3 separate regions of the Danio rerio genome follow, and all the other regions are linked to region 2. Evidence: chromatin contacts called from public HiChIP or PLAC-seq data. All regions are on one chromosome and are shown on one strand. The core of a region is the stretch at or near the end of the contact, and the rest is flanking DNA. Distances in the headings are between cores, read along the strand shown.

Region 1 (4,433 bases), core at 689-3,188, 220 kb after region 2:
GAGTTCACCTGTGGTAAATTCAGTTGATTGGACATGATTTGAAAAAGCATACACCTGTCTATATAAGGTCCCAGGGTTGACAGTGCATGTCAAAGCACAAACCAGGCATGACCCAAAAGCACATACCAAAATATCAGTAGAGTGGCTTCACAACAACTCTGTGAATGCCCTTGAGTGGCCCAGCCAGAGTCCAGACCTAAATCCTATTGAGCATTTCTGGAGAGATCTGAAAATGGCTGTACACAGTCCCTTCCCATCCAACCTGACAGAGCTTGAGAGGTACTGCAAAGAGGAATGGGCAAAAATTCCCAAAGACAAGTGTGTCAAGCTTGTGGCATCATATTCAAAAAGACTTAAGGCTGTAATTGTTGCCAAAGGTGCATTAACAAAGTACTGAGCAAAGGCTGTGAATACTTATATACGCGAATTTTCAGGTTTTTTATTTTCAATAAATTTGCAACAATTTCAAAAAATCTTTTTTTTCACATTGTCATTATGGGTTATTGTGTGTAGAATATTAAGGAAATAAATGAATTTAATCCATTTTGGAATAAGGCTGTAACATAAATAAATGTGGAAAAAGTGAAAAAAAAACATTTGATAAAGAAAAAAAAAACGATGAACGTTAACAAAAGATGCTGCCTGTCAAGAGACAATATTGAACCTACACACTTTGTCTTGAACCATCTTAAAGAGTAAAGTAAAACTTCTTGTTATATACTTGATGATATGTTAATGACCTCTTTTACAGAAATATTAAGAACTTCTCAGCTGTTCAGTCTGAACAGTGGGGGCTTACTTGTAGTGTCTGGCTGTGGCATGCTTTGCAAGTAAGCTGTTGAGAGGGTTAGAAGTAGGATCTAAAGTGTTTAAGTCTGTCACCAGCAGTTGCTGAGCTGTCAGCTGGAAGTCACGGCCAGGGTCGTGCTCCCAGCTCTACAGGCTCTTCATTGCAGAAGAGGCGCCATTTTTAAGTAAGCACAAGGAACACGCGGTTGTTTGAAGGCCCCACAAGGTCAGCTGCCGAGGATTGACTGGAGCGCGCCATTATAGTGAGCCTGATGTGAATGTTGACATTTAAAAATGGCTGGTACTTGGTGTGATGTCTGCAGATTTTGTTCAGTAGCAGTGTTTTTTACACATATGAAAACATGTCCCAGTCAAATTTCACCCAGAAGCAGGCAAAGGAAAACATAACATTTTGTTATTATATATATATATAATATATATTATATATATTATATATTATATATACATATAATGATGATGGAAAATCTGCATTGCTTGAAAAAAAAAATACTTTAAAATAGCATGCATTTAATTGTTCTTTTTTCTATACTGAATAAATAATGACAGAAATTAAAAAAAGTATGTTTAAAGGTGGATTAAACACAATGCTATATTTTAGAAGAGCAATAAACGCTTTTTTTAGTTTCAGAGTGTTTATTAAATTTATAAATATATATTTAAAGTTAAATATTATATGCATTTTGTGTAGAAACATATGGATTTTGTTACAGTGAATAAAAATTTGTGCTATTTTTACAGACAGCCGTGGTTAGTTTTAGAGGGATAAAACATTTTGACAACAAATCGTCTTGTCCATCTAAAACATTTGAAGCATACTTTGCATAAATATTTACAAATCTGCACACCCTGCTCCTCCTGATAATGTGCAATTAACACCAGTTAACAGCACAGACAAACACACAGACAGTTTTAAAAAGCATGCTTTTTTTTTTTTTTTTTTTGGAAATGTTTACTCCTGTTCGTGCTCTTCACCTCCCCCCTCTTTGTCCCTCGCCTGCTGTCCTTTGACGCGTCCTCCTATTGATAGTCTCTCCGCGGTTCCCACAGCACAATAGCCATCAACGCCCCGCCCACTGGGCGTAACCAAAGCTGTGGGCAGTTTATAAAAGCCCCTCCGAGTGACAATGAGGAGACTCTCAGCGCTACTATGCAGCAGTCGGATGACACGCTTGTTTTTTTAGAATAGGCTTTTGGAGGGAGGTTTAGATAAATGCTGTGTATATAAAAAAACATAGTTTATTGAACATGTTGAAAACATATCGCGGAAAAGTCGTGGTCTCTCTTGCGGGAGCCACCGTCACCTGTCTGGGGTTTCTGTTGTTTCTCTCGCAGCATCAGCGGATTCAGGCGGACGGGATGCAGAACGAGAGCGAGGTCGGGTTGCGCTCTCTCCAGAGTCTGGGAGATTCAGAGACTGATGATGGAGCTCAGCCTGAGCAGAATGCAAAGAAAGGATTCTCTGCCTATTTTTCCAAGCTGACCCGCAGCAGGAGGGAAGCGGATAAGCCCAGCGAGGCACCCGGAGCGGCGACAGACGCGCCGCCTGCGGAGGACATCAGCGCGGATGACATCTTCATCGCAGTGAAGACCACTAAAAAGTTTCACCGGTCCAGACTGGATCTACTGCTGGACACCTGGATCTCCAGAAACATGCAACAGGTATACACTGTTACATATTGTTTCTAAATCTTGTTGCAAATTTTGGTTTGCTTAGTATTTTAAAAATCGTGTGCGTTAGAAAAAACAGTTTTAGTTATGAATTTATCCATATTTGCATTTCAAGTGTTTAAATAATTTTAGTCTTTGCTGTTTTATACAGCCTCTTTGTAACACTTATTCCCTCTTTCTAAAAATAAAGTTGCTTAACCTGTGGAAATTATGGTTTTGTGCTGAAGACAACTGGGTTAGTGGTGTTGCTACAAAGACTTTAGCTCATAACTTTTGTTTTTATTTAGCATAAGCAGTATCACAAACCCATTAAAATGTCATGTTTGTAGTCATTAGGTGATCAAATACATTTATATATTCCTGAAATATTAAAAAAAACAAAAATAAAATGCACAGATTCACAATCTCTCTGTGCTGTCTGTGGCAATGGTTGTATTGCTCACAGGGTGGCTGTAAGTCCCCCCTGCTCCCCTCCTGCTCCATTGTTTGGGGTGTCCCCGTGAATACTCCAGGCCTAAGGATGCATCACAGCAGCAGCTTCAGAGCTGTCCCCTTCTCAGTGCTAACAAAGCGTCTTTCTGAAGGGGGAAAGAAAAGCTTTGCCAGCCCCTTGTCTCCCACTCTCCATGGGAACCGGGGATCTGGAGCAGAGGCTGGGTCAAGCTACCCAAGCGGTGGGAAAAGAGAGTCTTCGTTATGGAGATGCTGGGGGGCACAAAGGGACAGCATCTATAGGCAAGGAAAGGCTTTTCAGCAACATGCCGAGTTGACTCAGTATGAAAATACAGCTCTGAGAAATAGGCCTCTTTTGCAGACAGCACAAAAGCACTCTCCGCACCTTGACAGCAGCAAGCGCAGAGCAGTCAAAGTGATTTTACCCACCATCTAGAGTAGTCGCTTATACTTTTTTACAAAAGTCAGTTTAATTTGCCTCGGGGCTCTGTCACAATCAGTTTCCTTCACACCTTAAACACGAGTAGGTTTTATTAATGCTATTTGAATATGGCTCAGCCATAGCAGCACTTTTATATTCTTGCCGCAACCGAGCATAAAGAACATTGTTTGTGACATTTGTGAGAATATGAAAGCATGTGGAATGTAAGAAATCATATCAGATGTCGTGAGCACACATTAAGTCAGTTCAGATTTGTCTTTTGCTGTCCAGCTAAACTGATACAGCCACTCTACAGGCTTCAAGGTGAGATTGGAAAACTAATACTGAGCTTGTTCAGTACAGGAGTTGATAGAAGTTAACCCACAGAAGAGAGAGTTAACAGCAGGGATTAATAGCAGCAGCTGGTGGGGAGCAGTGCAGACATAAAAGACCACTGCAGCCTAGAATACAAGGGGGAGTTTCTGGAGAATGAGTGCCAGGTGGCTGGGTCTCAAAGAACAAAAGATGGCTCTAATGCCAGCTATACAAACCCTCAGAGTCTCAACATGTGGACATGGAAGGCCGCTCTCAAATTATTTCAACATTCATCCATGCAACACCTGAGTACGTTGTTAAATCCCAGTTATTGTCATCTGAACGGCCGGGGATTATCCCAAGGACTCCAGTGTACTGTTTGGCCACTTGCCACAATGGCTGGCACCAGACAAGTGTTTCGCTGGGCCAGGCATTGTTAGACCCACAGCATGGGAACTTTGTCACATATGTCAAGTGAGATGATGCGTGACTGATATTGCGAACATGTTAATAGGGGTTAGACATTTGTGTAAGAAGGATCGTTTCAGCCTGCTCACCTATTTCAGGTGCTGGCCTGACGGGTGATGTATTGGACTGTTTACATGTAAACACAGAGAGTAGATCCAATCTGTGCATGCTGTTGACACTCATGGCAGCCTGTGGCTCATCATGATGGGAAACTGTCTTGTCTTTGTTTAGAGTTAGTCACAGTCAGCTAGAAGCTCCCATACTCTTGTCAATACACTGTAATTATCATCATTATTAT
Region 2 (4,178 bases), core at 1,303-3,802:
TGCTGGTGAGCTGTCTTTTCATTACAAAAACCAATTTTAAGATCTGATTTCTTTAAAAATCAGTGACCTTCTCTGCCTGATAGATTTTAAATAAAGTGGGTATCAGACCTGACAATAAGAAGCATTAAATTCCACTTTCTCCACTTTATCTTTAAAATATGAAAATGTTCATCTACCCCTGTATTCTGTATTCAACTAAATAAATACCTACTGGTTATACATTACAACATCGATGCTGTAAAGGAACCTTATGAAATTGAAAAGTCACATAAACCTTTCACTGGAAGTTTATCGTTGGCTGGAAACACTAGCTGTGCACAGAGCCCATTATCGGGGGTTCCATATGCTAATGTTATAATTAGTTTAATGATGTTTGAGGGACCTAAGAGAAGATTTAAACAATGGTTTCTATATACAGTACTAGGAAAGATTAGAAACAGTAAACGATAAAATGAGTTTTAATAATTTTTTAGGTAATTATGATTTTACTCATTACAAAAATAAAGTGAACCTATAATGGACAAAAATCTGACACTGAGAAAAACATCGCAAAATAGACGGTTTTTGAAATGAGATGGATCCTGAAAATTTGATCATAAAAACAGAACAAATGAAAGAATCCAAAACAAATCTGAGACGAGGAAAGACTATTTGCGATGTTATTGAGGATTGTAAATTGGGTCTGTCCGGGTTTATGCAGCATTGGAGAAAAAAAAAAAGATTAATCAGAGTAAAAGGATTGAAAAAAGCAGAAATTGGAAACAGCGAGTAGGAAGACCAACAAGAAGATGGAATAATAATATCAAAGAATGGCTAGGAGGAAACGAAACGTTTTCTAAATGATAGTATCAAAAAAATCCCCACTGCCCTCTCCTGCAGAGGCTGGTTGTATTCTCTGTGTTGTAGACCTACACAGACCTGCTTCTGCAGCTGATAATTGCTGCAATGACAGAGAACACACTTTTTTCTTGATCATCTTTGTAATTAAGCATTTTATGTACTGATTCCATTTATATTTAGTGTTACCTAAAAAGTTACCTAAGCAACCTCAAAGTGGGAACACACTAGCATCTCAATTGTCACCCAGAGCAGAGCGATGGGCAGCTACAAAGCCGATGCTAGTGTGAATGAGGCATAAAACTGAAAGCTGTAGTAATGAAATAAGAGCTGAAGCAATTGTTGATGAGAGATGAGCGATGCGCAGCACACAAACAGCATGGGAAGTAGTAGTGGTTTTATCAAATTATGTACATTTAGGGTTCTGTTTTAAATAGGTTCTGTTTGGTCCTATGAAACACTATTTAAACACTATTGAAGGTGTATGATGGTGATTCATGTCATAAGCATGGCAGGTCCATGAGAGTAAAATTGTGGATTTCTCTGGGTTTGAACATTCTTCAAAACATTTGGTATACTGCAAGTACAAAAGTCAAAAAGGTGGTACTGGACATTTCATTTATAGCACATTATTTTCTTCATTCTCTGTTTTCACCTGGGGATTCTTATCCCGAGGCGCCTAGATATTTTGCAGCACCATTAATGCGATCCTAGAAATGATGCCAAGGTCTTTATAATCCTGGACCAGGCCGAATCCTGAGCTGACGCTGCGGCAGTCATAGAGAGCAAAAGACTGATTCCTGAAAGACCCCAGTGACAGAAGAGCCTTCACATTGGTCCTGTGGGTTAGCCTAAGCACCCGCCGGTGACCTACTCACACCTGCAGTTCTACATAATGGACGTTCAGCATTCTCCAGCATCTGGCGCCTAGACTGCAGCTCTGCACAGGAAGTTTGGCCATGGTCATGCCCAATTGAGCCTAGTTTCTTTCAAGGTTTTTTTTTCTTCACTTTCATCAATTGGTAAAGTTTTTTTTCTTGCCACTGGCTTGCTTGGCTTGGGACATTTGCTCTTCAGTGTTTGGACTTTCAACAGTGAAATTTAAACCACACTGAACTGAAATAAATTGAACCTCAACTCTGAAAACTGGATTTAGAGTTTCAATCTACTAAAACTTCTATCTAGGTAAAGCTGCTTTGACACTGTCTACGTTGTAAAAGAGCTAAAGAAAAAGACATGAATTTAATTTTAATAGAAAAATTGTACATATTGTGCCTTTAAGTTTGCATATTTTATAATAGTATAGAAATGTTTTGATTGTTATTAACTTAGTGTTATTGTCTATCTATCTATCTATCTATCTGTCTGTCTGTCTGTCTGTCTGTCTGTCTGTCTGTCTGTCTGTCGCCAGAGATGGACAATAGAACTGATGGTAACATTGCGCGCTCTTGTACGGGAGGTTCTTGTCACATGAACAGGAAGTTCAGAGAGCGATAAGCAGAAGACGAGACCAAGTTCACTTAAAAGGGGTCTGCCATGTCATATTCCACAACAAAACTACACATTGTATACAATTTAACCAAATATCATAAAAGTGTTAAGCTCACATAATCTGCCAATGAAGCAAATTTTTATCCTTTTCCTTCAATTATGCTGTACATGAATCCTAACGCTCCAACAGAGCCCTGAGGTGCTCTCCGCGCACATGGTACGGTCCTTCTCTCGCTCGCAGTGGTTGGCGCCGGCTGCTTTGCACATGGCCGAGTGAGTAAAATATCTGGATTACTGCTGTGAAATTCACCACCACCTTCTAACCAGCACAGACCCACAGCAACCGATCTCTAAATGCGAGATACGGAGAACATGGAGGCCGAAATGGAGTATGACGATGAAGAAGAGCCTTCGTTCAGTGATCCGGAGGACTTCGACGATGACATCAGTGATCAGGGTGAGAGAGAGGCCTGCTTTAGCGCGCCTGCCGATCCCAGTCTCACACTAAACCCCATAGCTCAGCATGTCAGCCACGAGCTAACACAAAAATCCTTTGGTTTATTTGTGTGTCAATCTTTCAAGCTGATAAACTACGCTGTTTCACAGTTAATGCCGTTTTATGTTAGTCAAAGCTTCTCTTTAAGTCCAGCATGTGCGCGAACTAGACAAAAGCATCTTAGCAGTAGCTTTAGGGAAATAGACTAACGTTAGTGTCGTAACAGCATAGAGTCAGCAGCTGTTATGCTTTTGGCTTCAGAAACGTCATTGTACTGCCGTTTTGCTTTAACAAATGCTGTTGTGCTAACTGTACTAACTCTATCTGTGTGTTTTCTGGTCATTCAGAGCTGCTGGGGGATGTTCTCAGGGACAAACCGCAGGAGGCTGACGGCATCGACTCAGTCATCGTGGTTGATAATGTGCCTCAGGTCGGACCTGATCGCCTGGAAAAGCTCAAGAACGTCATTCACAAGATCTTCTCAAAGTTTGGCAAAATCACCAATGAGTTCTACCCTGACGCAGATGGAAAGACCAAGGGGTATGTTTGGGTCTGCTTGGTGCGTTTTGGGATGTAGGGATGCACCATTGGTGACATTTAATCAATAATTGATGCAATACGTAAGGGTAGTTCACCCAAGCATCAACATTTAGTCACTGTGAAGTTGGTTCTAAATGCTTGTTTTTATTTTTTCTAAAATTGTTTGGACGAATGTTGGAAACTAACCAATGATATCCGTAGTATGAACGTTTTTATGGGATTCTATGGCTTGCTGGTTCCAACATTCCTCAAGACATTTTCTTCTCTGGTGCTCGAGTAAATTACAGCATTTTCATATTGCTTGAACTATCTCTTAAATTCATTAGACACTTTATTATAAAAGAAAACAAATATTTAAGTAATCTGTCAAATGCCATTAAAACTAACTAAAAACCAATAATGTTTATTAGCAAAACACAAACTGCATTTGCAGAAAACTGTAACATTGCACAAATATAACTTATCTTTCTTCATATCTTATTATCTTCATATTGAAATCTGCAAGTAATTAACTGCTATTGGGCATCTCGATAAATGGTCTTAATGTGCTTCTTTTTTTTTTTTTAAACATATGCTTTCAAGTCTTTCTTGTAAATTTGGAAGTTCTCAGATAACAATTATTTTAATTTGACGTTACAAGTACTACTGTGTGTGACTAAAAGGCTTAAATGTATTGGTGGTTTAACCATTACAGAAAAAAAGAGGGCAGCTGTGGCACAAACCTTACATTTTTTTTATGGTCTAATAAAATGAGTTGAGCACAAACTATCTGTATTAGTTTTTAGGTTTCTGTTAAGGTTTTAAAGTGTATATG
Region 3 (4,094 bases), core at 538-3,037, 150 kb before region 2:
ATAACAGATGAGCACATATATAAAAACTTCAAAACGCAGTATATATTCCTCATTTATATACAACTTTATGTCTACAATATTTTCATGACACTTGAGCCATATTTTATTCATGACACTTTGTTCGCTTTTCGGATCTGATAGCTTTGGAAAAGAAAGATCTTTTTACAGCTTTTGTGTTATTAGTGATTTAAGATGAAACTCTGATAGGAGGCTTTCAAAACTGTGTCAGTGACTCATTAAGATAATTGTTAGAATAATTAAGATCCACATTTGGGTTTGAGTTATAGACAAGCAAATTAGGCTATTCAGTCGGTACAAATAGCATGCTGTGGCAAAGGCAAAAGATGACAACACTTAGACAATGATGGGAAAATAAAAACCGAGAAAAGGCAAACTAGAAAACTACAGTGTTTAACTGGAAATGTGGTTAGACAATTAACATATAACATACATTTTTACATTGTAAGTGAATTCAGCAGTATTATTAGATACACCGAGTAATGACATTTTTTATATTTTTCCAGCAAGACAGTGAAAGAAAATAATTTTGATGCCCTTTTGAGTTTGTACCTTTTTGAGTTTTGAAACTTTGTATCTTTGACTTTTCATTGACTTTTTTTTCATTGTAATTTAAATATAAATCCAATTACACTTTTAAGTGTTTCTTTACTTGCACTTTGCACAATTACAATCACTATTTTTAAATGCTGTTTTTTGCCATAATGAAGCCATAAATATCCACATCAGCTGTGTTTACAAAGATCAAAGTCTACAGTTGTATATAGAGTGATATAGGGATATAGATTTCTCAAATCCCTTTTATAAAACACTGAACTGTCAAATAAATAAATTAATTCGAGAAATAAATAAACAAGCAAGCAAGCAAACAAACAAACAAGCAAGCAAGCAAGCAAACAAACAAATAAATAAATAAATAAATAAATAAACAAACAAGCAAATAAACAAGCAAGCAAACAAACAAACAAACAAAAAAACAAGCAAACAAACAAACAAACAAACAATAAATAAACAAATAAATAAGTAAACAAGCAAGCAAACAAACAAACAAGGAAACAAACAAACAAACAAGTTTCATATGTTCTCCTTGCATTCGCGTGGGTTTCCTCTGGGTGCTCCGGTTTCCCCCACAGTCCAAAGACATGCAGTACAGGTGAATTGGGTAAGCTAAATTGTCCATAGTGTATGAATGTGTGTGTGGACGTTTCCCAGAGATGGGTTGCGGCTGGAAGGGCATCCGCTGTGTAAAACATATGCTGGATAAGTTGGTGGTTTATTCCGCTGTGACGACCCCAGATTAATAAAGGAATAAAGCCGACAAGAAAATGAATGAATAAATGAATGATAAAAAAATAAAAACAAAAATAAAAATAAATAAATAAATAAAGAGGAAGGACCAAGAATTCTGAGCCTGAGTTGAATCAATGTTCAGATTTTATGTTCTACAATTACATGCAAATTAGCTCATATTTAATTAAACAAGGCTTCCTTTGCATATTTAAAAACTTGTAGACTACATTTGTTATCCTTTATAAAATCAATCAAATGTGTAAGTATGGGAAAGTGATAACGAATTTTACACTATATTCACCTGCCATGTCAGTGAGACAACAGGTCAATAAGAACAAAGTGCCATAAAGTTTCATGAGTTTGCTTTGCTGTGGGACTCTCACTATCAGTGACGCTCGAGCGTTACAGCATGTTAGCTCCGCCCACAGCGCTTTGACTGACAGTTTGCTACTATGAGGCTCAGGTGAAATGATCCTGCCAGTCTTGTGAGTTGTTGCGACAGTTCAGCTGTTTGAAGCACAGGCGCCTTCAAGTACTATAATGGACCGGTCGAATTAAACCCTGGGAAGCGATCTTTCACAGGTAAACAACTTTTCTTTCTTGCTAAAGAGGAAAATGATTTGTAAATGGTCGAATAAAAAGTTGAGCCGTGATAACAAACTTTTCGACGCACGTCAGAGTCAGACATGCATAGGAAACCGATCCGTGTCAAGTGTAGTATCATACGTATAATACTCAGAGAAGTCAAAATTGTGTTGTTTTGGACATGGTGAACTCTTTATATGCTTATGCCATGATTTTGAATTGTTTGTAAAGTCATTTTTTATGCGCGTTTCTCTTGTTGTTAAACTGAAGATATGCTACTGTATGTATATTATGGTTGTCGTCTTATTTAATAACTTCATAGTTGTCTTCATTTATTAGTGAACATCCCTGTTTACAGTTGTAAAAAGCAAATATAGGATATAAAAAGTTAAATCATAGTTTATCATGAGCAGCACTAAATATCTGATGCTAGTTTCCATCGCTCATTTTATTATGCATGCTGTGCACTCTCACTGAAAAGTCGATCATTGAAAGGATCATGCACTGCTGCATTAATCTGACACCATTAATCCAGGGACAATGAGAGGTGTAGATTGTTCTGCAGTTTATTTGGCACACACTGTCCAACTCAATCTTTCTCTTTGAATCTCAGCTTGTTGCTTTGGTCACACTTTGCAATAAAATTTGCGTTAGTTATTGGAGGTTAATGAATTTACTAACATGGATTAAGACCAATACTTGTGCAGCATAAATTTATTAATCATAATTCTGTATTGACTATATGCATCGTTAAAATCCAAAGGTTGTGCCTGTTAACATTAATTAATGCACTGTGAATGACTAACAATGAGTGCCTTTATTTTCATCAACTAATCTTAACAAAGATGAACAAACTGTAAATACTGTAATAAATGGATTATTTATTAACTAACGTTCACTAATGTAAACTTACTGTAAAGTTTTACTGTTGCCATTGAATTCCTAAGAAAACACATGCAATTACAAAAACACCAGCAAATTAAGAAAAGATCTTAGTCATTTTGACAGAATATGTGTTGCAAATTCTCACAATGCTTATAAATTAAGAAAAGATGCTGCATTTTCTCATGCAAATAGAACAGAACGGAAATGTTTCAAGGGGTTCCAAAATCATGATGGACTCATGCTAAGTGAAGTTGTATGCAATCTTTGAATTTTTTTTGGTTTATTTTAACATCCTGATTACACAATTTCCTTCTCTTTTTTATATTATTATCCTAAATAGCCATAAACTAAATTGCCAGGTCTATCACATTTTAGGGTCCCCTTGAAACATTTCCATTGTGTTCCGTGTGTTGAGAGAAAATGCAGCCCTTAATCTTAATTTGTTTGTGAGGATTTTCAACACATATGCTGTCAAACCAATGGAAATGTTTTCTTAATTTGCTGGTGTTTTTTGTAATTGCATCATCAAGCTCTCTTGGCTCTCCTGTAGATTAAAACAAGAACTGAATATTTATAACACAATGTCCATTATTTCACAATCACTAATGCAAATAATGTAATTAATAACTTGCTAAAAAATTGCTGTTACCATAGATTTCACCACTAGCTACTCCAAAGTGCTTTCATACTTTAAAATTTGCAGATGTTTGATTTATCAATACTAATTTAATCTGAACATCTTGTACCATACAAAGTGCAAGTAATAGCATAACACAAGCAAATATTGTTGACATTGGTTTGATTAAACATTAAAGAATCTCAGGTGTCTGTTTACAATCCTAACTTATAAACAAATGAAAGTTTGATTACTGAATATATTTAAGGAGGCAGCAATTACTTTAAAACCCAACTAATAAATATACAAACATATTTTGTTATATTATATTTCCCCATTTAAAAAAAATGTATGGGCTCATTTTTTCTTAATTTGTTGAAATATGTTAGTATTAAAACATTACTTACTTAACACTGTGAAATGTATTCAGTTTAGCAGACACATTTATTTGTAAATAATGATATAATTTTTTAAAAGCTCATAATAACTTTCCCAATTTTTTGTTTTATTCTTGTTCAAATTAAAATGTGAAAGAACATTTGTGTAATTATTTCTTTAAAATAAAGTGATTCTAACAGTAATTATAATAATATAGCAGTTAATAATAATAATAATAATAATAATAATAATAATAATAATAATAATAATAATAAAAAATAAAAATGACAAAACATCAATATTTAGTTTTTTTTTAATGGGT

The links. HiChIP or PLAC-seq counts read pairs in DNA pulled down with a chosen protein or histone mark.
Region 1: an H3K4me3 HiChIP or PLAC-seq map of gastrula embryo shows a contact between it and region 2, with 4 times the contacts expected there. The contact joins the promoter of lfng here to the promoter of eif3ba in region 2. A contact is called at or near these places in 2 of 4 datasets of contacts at active chromatin or transcription factors (embryo and gastrula embryo).
Region 3: a contact with region 2 is called in an H3K4me3 HiChIP or PLAC-seq map of gastrula embryo, with 3 times the contacts expected there. The contact joins the promoter of card11 here to the promoter of eif3ba in region 2. A contact is called at or near these places in 2 of 4 datasets of contacts at active chromatin or transcription factors (embryo and gastrula embryo).

Annotation. Positions count from the first base shown.
Region 1 is chr3:40,938,738-40,943,170 of GRCz12tu, forward strand. lfng (LFNG O-fucosylpeptide 3-beta-N-acetylglucosaminyltransferase) reads left to right here and starts at 1,939. Exons shown (of 8, transcript NM_130971.2): 1 at 1,939-2,469. The coding sequence starts at 2,056. All of the region lies in intron 3 of LOC141381264 (a long non-coding RNA gene), which reads right to left.
Region 2 is chr3:40,717,133-40,721,310 of GRCz12tu, forward strand. eif3ba (eukaryotic translation initiation factor 3, subunit Ba) reads left to right here and starts at 2,553. Exons shown (of 19, transcript NM_001290093.1): 1 at 2,553-2,785; 2 at 3,172-3,364. The coding sequence starts at 2,683.
Region 3 is chr3:40,565,454-40,569,547 of GRCz12tu, forward strand. card11 (caspase recruitment domain family, member 11) reads left to right here and starts at 1,788. Exons shown (of 25, transcript XM_073944927.1): 1 at 1,788-1,890.